Linked DNA regions of Mus musculus: region 1 is linked to region 2. Evidence: chromatin contacts called from public HiChIP or PLAC-seq data. All regions are on one chromosome and are shown on one strand. The core of a region is the stretch at or near the end of the contact, and the rest is flanking DNA. Distances in the headings are between cores, read along the strand shown.

Evidence for each region. HiChIP or PLAC-seq counts read pairs in DNA pulled down with a chosen protein or histone mark.
Region 1: an SMC1A HiChIP or PLAC-seq map of large pre-B cells shows a contact between it and region 2, with 4 times the contacts expected there. The contact joins two enhancer-like sites. A contact is called at or near these places in 1 of 15 datasets of contacts at CTCF or cohesin (large pre-B cells), 1 of 484 Hi-C or Micro-C datasets (cerebellum) and 1 of 115 datasets of contacts at active chromatin or transcription factors (large pre-B cells).

The regions. Positions count from the first base shown.
Region 1 is chr1:6,856,395-6,860,278 of GRCm38.p6, reverse strand. It overlaps St18 (suppression of tumorigenicity 18), which reads right to left. Exons shown (of 22, transcript NM_173868.2): 21 at 2,836-2,979; 22 at 1-1,819. The coding sequence ends at 1,679. Among named protein-coding and RNA genes, the nearest start is that of St18, 130 kb to the right of the region's middle. Within about 2 kb of position 1,713, at least 3 of the 459 cell types and tissues checked have an H3K27ac peak or open chromatin away from gene starts, as enhancers often do.
Region 2 is chr1:6,656,400-6,659,884 of GRCm38.p6, reverse strand. It overlaps a transcript of St18 not described here. Among named protein-coding and RNA genes, the nearest start is that of St18, 72 kb to the left of the region's middle. Within about 2 kb of position 1,539, at least 16 of the 459 cell types and tissues checked have an H3K27ac peak or open chromatin away from gene starts, as enhancers often do.

The DNA.
Region 1 (3,884 bases), core at 464-2,963, 200 kb before region 2:
CCACGGTTCCACGAGAGTGGAGTGACTATACCACTTCTCATGTATCAGAGCATGTAACAGTAGTAACAGTGAATTCAAGCCTGTGAATGCCATCACACTAAATCTAAATATTCATGAGGCTAATAAAAAATAAACACTTTTATTATAGCACAGAAAATTAAGCCCACACTAAAGTTCATGTGTACTTTTACATAGAGGCACATCTGCACATGAAATGTGTGTGCACACCAAAAAGGCAGTTTAGCTGGTTGTCTATACCTTTTCCTTAAAAAAAATAAATATAAAAAAACTTTTGAAACAATGCTTAACTACTTTACAGTCCCTGAAATAGACATTGCCTTTACTACAGCAACTTCTAAACTCTGATCCAGTTGAGATTGCAGGTTGAATTTCACGTGTGGATGAGTGTGAGTGCATATATGTGTGTAGACTGTGCTGTTGTGTGTGTGTGTGTGTGTGTGCATGTGTCTGTATGTGTGTGTATGTGCATGTGTGTACATGTATGTGTGTGTGTGTAACATCCTTTGTGTCACTTGAAGTTCAAGAGTTTTATCAAATTGAAACTGCCTTATTTATTAGGGAAGCAAAGACCAATGCTGCCAATATTCAAGGTAACCACTTAGCTTGGAATAGCATTTTTTTTTTCAGGCCTTCTGTTTTGCATTCTATTCCAGTCAACCCAGTAAGATAAATGCTATTTCAGGGGATACGGTATCTACACAATTTCCATTTGGATGTGTCTGTAGTTGTAAGTACAAATCTACACCAACATTGTCACTTGTATATTGTACTAACGTGTAGCAGGAAAAGCCAAGCTGGTCCCATCAAAGCTTATTTCTCATTTTGGGAAAGGGTTGCCAACTAGCCAATATGACTTGAAAAACAAGAAGACAAATCTGATTCACTTAAAATGTATGCTTTAAGCAGTCTAAATAAATAATTCATATTAATTAAATCTCTGCAGCCATGTGGAATACTATGCTGACTATTTTATTTAATTATTGCTATCAAGTTCTGAGTGCGCTGTTTGCTAACATCCTGTGCTTTTGTGAGTGTGGATTTCCCACTAGTGGGCGCCATTTATCTTCATAATCCTTCACAGCTCACATTACCAAAAGCCATTTATAAAAACAAAACCAGTAAAGGAGAAATGGAAGTGCACAGTAGAAACCAAGCTTGACCACAGTGTAGTCCTGACATCAGGATTTCCTTCATACATTTCTTTTGTTTTGTTTTTCTCATTTAAATCCAGAAAGATATGTGATTTGAGAACAGCATTTCTATTTAAATCCTATTAGAAGATAAATTAATAAACACACCTGTAAAAATATAGTAGACTTCAAAATGCAGTTAAAAGATAAAAAACTCTTTGATTAGTAATAAATAAAATATAAAATGTCACATTTATTTTTACATATACTTTACAAAATAAAGAGTGCAATGAAGAAAGAAAAGAAAAAGATATGAAAATAAACGAGTTTAATAATTGACTGCATTGCTTTTAATCCAAAGAGTTTATCATAGTTTTTCTTTCCTTTTTATGTCAGCTGGGGAAAAATTAGTGCAATGTTGCAATTATAAACACAGGGACAGCCTCTGGGCTCCAGGGGTATTAGGCCCCTGCAGATTTGTGGGAGTTCATGGCCGTAGTGACCTCTGTTTCCTGCATACTGTCGTTCTACACATGGATGCCCTTCACCGCCTGCTTGATGCTTTCCAGTAGAGCTTTGCATTCTGGGGAATAGTCCTGTTCCAGATTGCTGTACATGTCTGTGAGAGTATTTACATATGCTTCAAAATTCTGCTCATTGATAGGCCCCTGATGGAGACACAAGGAAACCAATCACAGAGGTTCAGCTGCCCCAAGGAAGATCAGGAGATAGTGACAAATGTTGCCAACTTATATAAGTAGGAAAAGAAGGGTTTATAGGACTGTGGCAGTTTGGGATAGGACAGAAAATGTGTGTGTGTGTGTGTGTGTGTGTGTGTGTGTGTGTGTGTACTATCTGTATACTCTTAACTCATGGCATTAATGGAATGCAATTGAATAGTATTGGGGATCAATCTGGAACCACATAATAAATGCTGAGCTAGAGGTGTCCAAACTATATGTCTTTTCTTGGGAAGAGTCTGGGTCTCATTTGCACTTTTCAGTATAAAACCAGCTGTCTGTGGAAAGTATGCTAGGAGGATGAAGCTTTTGCCAAGTGGTTCTTTAACAGTCCTATGTTGGAATGGCAGGGATTGTACTGAGCTGAGGAAATTAACAGCATCACCAATATAGCTCCCAGCAATGCATCTCCAACTCCAAAGACTGATTTACATTTGTGAAAATGTAGAATAAACTTTTTGTGAATTCTAAATAGTTGCATACTTATGAATAAGGGGTAAGGGATAAGAGATAAGGGATAGGAATAGGAATACGGATGCCTTGGTCACACACATGCATTCTATGTTCCATGAAAAGAAGTTGAATATTACAATGAGATTATTGGGAGTGTTATAGTTCATGAGTTGAGTAGATGATGCTGAGGGATGTATAGAATCAACTGTTTGAAAACATATTTACAGTGAGTGAGCTCTGGCATCCAGCTTTCAAATAACTTTATAAGATAGCTTTAAGTAAACCTTCATCCTTAAAGAGTCCTGGCCTTTTGGAATGCCACTGGCCTTGAATTATCTGAATATGCATATCTACCGTGTTCTTAGATTGCGAAAGCATTAAGCATGAAAATGAATCAGGGGTAGGTGACTGTCAATAGTTCAGCCACAGGGTAATGGAACAAAGACATTGAGGTAGATGATGGGGTAGCAGAGCCTTGCTCTTGGTCTTACCATCTGTGGAAGTTGGATGTCAGCAAGGCTGGAGATGAGAGCCTGGCTAAGCCCTGCCAGCTCCTTCAGCAGACTCTCATTGCTCTGTTCTATAAGCTTGTTCTCCTCCTCTATGGTCTTCAAGTTGCTCTCCATAGATGTTATCTACAGCAGAGGTAATGACATAAGAAGCAGAGTTAGAGGCCTTTAAAAGGTCTCTGGGGGAAACCTGAAGCTAGATGTAAGTGCCAAGGGATGCCTCCATCCCAAACTGCAGCCCTGCCCTTGCATTCTAAGTGTTAGATACCTCCAGATTTATACTTTTAACAAGACTTTCCATGAATTGCAGGTCTCGCTTCTCTACATGGCTATATGGTGGCTATCTTATTGTCAATATGCCCCAGGGTAAATCGGCTATTTTCCCAATTCTTGCTCAGTAGCATGTCTCTTCTTTGCAGTGAATGACAACTTGAAATGTTGCCCATATTCAGGGTTTTTGCCCTTGTACTTCAAGTTCACTGAGAATTGCTTGCAAAATGTGCAGGATGAGGCCACTATCCACTTATGTTGTGGCCATGTGGACCCAGCCATTTGGTGTGATGCTATCACTTCTCACAGGTGACACTGTGTCAGCTTTGCTCTGTATAGTCTCTCCTTGGTCCTCATCAATTCACTACCAAATTTAGTTTTTTCCAGGTCATGGTAGAATGTACATCAAGGATAAATGAATTACTCTAAAGCCCAAACAATTCAGAGGCTCCTAATTCCATCAAAGTAAATGCTGAGGCCATCAATACCAAGTAAGTTTTTCTATGTAAACAGCCCGGTCTCATCTCTGGTACCCTTCTGTAATTTGCCCCATCTAGATATCTACCTCTAGACATATTCTTCTATTGCTTAAATCTCTACAATTTTCATGATTAGGAACCTATTCTGTCCAAAACGGTCTTCCCCATAAGAGCTGACCAGCTCCTTCATGTCTAAATCATTACTGACACATTTCTTTTTTTCTTGGGGCTTGATCATCCTGTTTAATATTAAATACCTCCTTCTTATGGCAGCAGATTACA
Region 2 (3,485 bases), core at 290-2,789:
CCTTCAACAGGATCACAGGTCCAAACTCTCTTGAAACAGTTTACTAACTAGAAATCAAGCATTCAAGTATATGAGCCTCCTTCCTCTCATTCTAACTACAACAGCGAGAGAGAAGGGAATGAAACCAGAGTGATTTAGCAAACACACAGCATGTGGCATTGTGATGGGTGACTTAGAAAAACATGCTTAGTGTTAGGATATTCTTAGCCTGCAGTTTCAAGTGAACTGGCTTTTTTCTGTCCCCACCCCAACTATAAAAGTTGAGTATCCTTGCCCAGTTTCTGTCCACAAGTCAGCATACAGCATAACACTCATCGCTTTGCCTGCCCATTTCTCTAAACACAATATGACTCTTGCAGACCTCTTTACATGGAAAGTAAGTCCCACATCCCCATTTTGTTGTACATTCTTGTCTTAATTTGTCCAGGAAATTTAATTAATTTTGGTGAATGCTCAGTTTTCTCAATGATAAGCAGGATAATGTGTTCCTCCCATTGTTATTCTAATGATTAAATAATATACTATTTACAAATAGTGTACCATTGTTAAACTGTATTACATTGCACAAAAGCTAGTAAGCACTGGTGGGTGCCCCAAAGAGACTTCAGTTATTTCTTTTTCTGGGATGAATCTGAAACCTGTTTCTAAGTGGGGGAAATTATTCGTTGGCTCCAGATTAGTGCCATTTGACCCTCAAGTGGAATTTCAAGCACCTTATGTATCTTCACATTATTCCTACTTCTTCCTGCTCATGGTCAGCGGCTTACAACTTCAATTGCCTTGTGAGTTTCAGTACAGGTTATTTGATAAGCTGGGTTCACATATAATGTCTTTTGGACTCTAGCCTTGTTAACACTTTGCTGTGGCCTCTAAAACACAAGGAAAGGACATTTTTGGTTTAGTTGGTAGGTGGGAAACTCTTGAAACAAATTTGCTATAATTAAGTTGGGAAGCATCACTGACCTAAAATGAAAACAACCTGAGATCCTTCATTTGCTTCTGACCCTGAACAAGAAAGGAACTGAAAAATTGACTGGTTGAATTCCCTGAAACAAATGATGCTTGAGCGGTTTCATGCATAATAACTGCCTTTGATGTAAATGGGGCCATCCGTCAGCAGCCACAAACGTTGCTATCTACTCTGTTTCTGCAAGGCCTTTTCCTATGGGACAAAGTCCCCAGCAACTTGCAGTCTTCACATAGCTCAGACCTGAAGACACAAGTCTGAGTACTGAGCCTTCAAAAACTTTGGAAGAGACTAAAAGGAAATGCTAGTAGGCAGGTGTTGGCATATGTTCCTTCTGAACAGTATTATCAGAGAATTTATAGTCTCTGTTCATACAAAAGTAAATAGGGTACTGTTTTCATATAGGACACAGGACAGGTGGTATCTTGCCACACACTTACTCCTGGCACAATTCTTCAGCCTCAGCTCTTCTTGTGCATTGAGTCAGGCACTAGAACTAGATGTGCTTCAACATATTGCATCTGTTGTTTCTGACTGGAGCCTCGCATTTCATAGCCCTGGCTGGTCGAAAGGATGGCACTACTGGAGAGCAAAACAAACCACAGCACTGTTTACACAGACTGCCCAGGTGCTATGTGCTATTGTGCTTTGTCTCATTGAAAACAAATATATGCTTATAGGCTTGCAGTTTGCATGATGAACTTAGGGTGAAAATAAAAGGAGATGGATAGGAGTCATTTTCAGAAAAAAATTTACCACAGCAAAGCCTTCAAAGCAGCAATTCATTTCCTTACCTCCAGCCTGACAGACCACTGACATTAAAGCAAAGGCATGTCCTAATCGTCATGCATGTAACCACTTTTTTTTCTTTTTTCACATTTGTATGCTAATCACAAGAAGCAAAAATAGACTTAGATTAGAAATCAAAGATTGGTTGTATACAGGTAATAGAGTTCTTGAATGCTTTATTTAAAGATAGAAGGCTCTTGAACCAGGCTTTATTATTGAACTAAGACTATCTATCCTTTTTGACACTTTTTAAATTAAGTTCTTCCTCTAATTTATGTTTTTGTCAGCTTTCTTCCCTTACTTGGTTTTAAACTGGCTTCTGTGCCTCTCTCTAAGTAATAAACTACTCCACAGAGAAGAAAAAAATTTTAATGACCCTCGAAATTCAGATTAACAAAATGGATCATTTGTACACAGCCATAGAATTATGAATCCTTCTGAAATATCTGCAGAAATTTCACCTGATGCAAAATTTCATTTCCCTCTCTCTGACATATCTCTGACTTTTCCCTTTAAAAATGGAATAGTTATAGTCCATCTATATAAAGATCAAATACTAAAAAGCAAAGGGAATATAGGGTACAATTTTGAAGTTTAAATGAAACAGGATTTTATTTTCTTTGTGAACTAAGGAAGGTGAGTTCTGGTGTATTAACATTTCTCATAGAAAAACAGTTTGTCTATGCTCGACTTGGATGACACAGGCTGTCTGCCCCTTCAGCGTAGCTCAGCCTGCCTTCCTGTTCTTGTGAAGCCAGCCGGCCTCCTAGTACATTCTGCCTCCCATCTGACTTCCGTAGCTTAGGACAAGCAGAACAGGGGAGCAGCTGCATGCTGTTGAGCCATGGCAGCAAGCATCTATCTATGATGGTATCTCTCTATTTGGAGCATAACTTTCCCACTCACCGCTATGTCGATCTGGGAAATAAAAAAACAAACTTATCAGACAAATTCTTTTGCTTCCTGGCCTTATGTTTGTTTTAACACTGTGACCATAGTGGGGCATAATAACATAATGCTAGAGAAAGAAGAATGTGAAAATTAGGTTCAATAGAGAATCAGGGATCAAAAGTTGTTTAAAAATAATGACATACTCCTATGATATCTTTCCTATACAGTTGCACTTTTAGCATATCTCATCCACTGGTATCCAACTGACTTCCAGAAAGTATGTGTTTCAGTTTTTCCCACACTATGGAGCTGGTTATTTTTTTGGATCTCTATAATTTACCAGTCCTTCCAAACCTTGTGGAGTATTATGTCTTCTCTGGGAATTTAAAATCTATTCACTTTCCAATGTCTCATACTCCAACCAGCAGAGGAGAACTTTAGTGCACTGAGCATAGAACATGTTAGCCCAGGTTCAAATGTGGACTCCAATTGTTAGTGTTTCCCTTCACGACTTAGTAACCCTTCCTGCAGAATAGGTAAATTAAAATTTTTGCATAACTAGATTCTTGTATGTTTCAAATAAAGCCTAAGATGTAGAAGATACTGTGATAATATACATTAAATGAGATGAGTTCAGTAAATATAAGCAGGTAGGAAAATAATTAAACTAGATAGCTATTCATTGGAAACTGTGAAGTTAGAATGCAGAGGCTTCAGAAGAATATTTAGTATCTTTAAATTTTTTGCAATGTAGCACAGGATTTAAGTCAACGATACAAATGAATATTAAATAAAATGGAGATGTTAGAATGAATTAGAATTTGCAAGAGCAAATCAA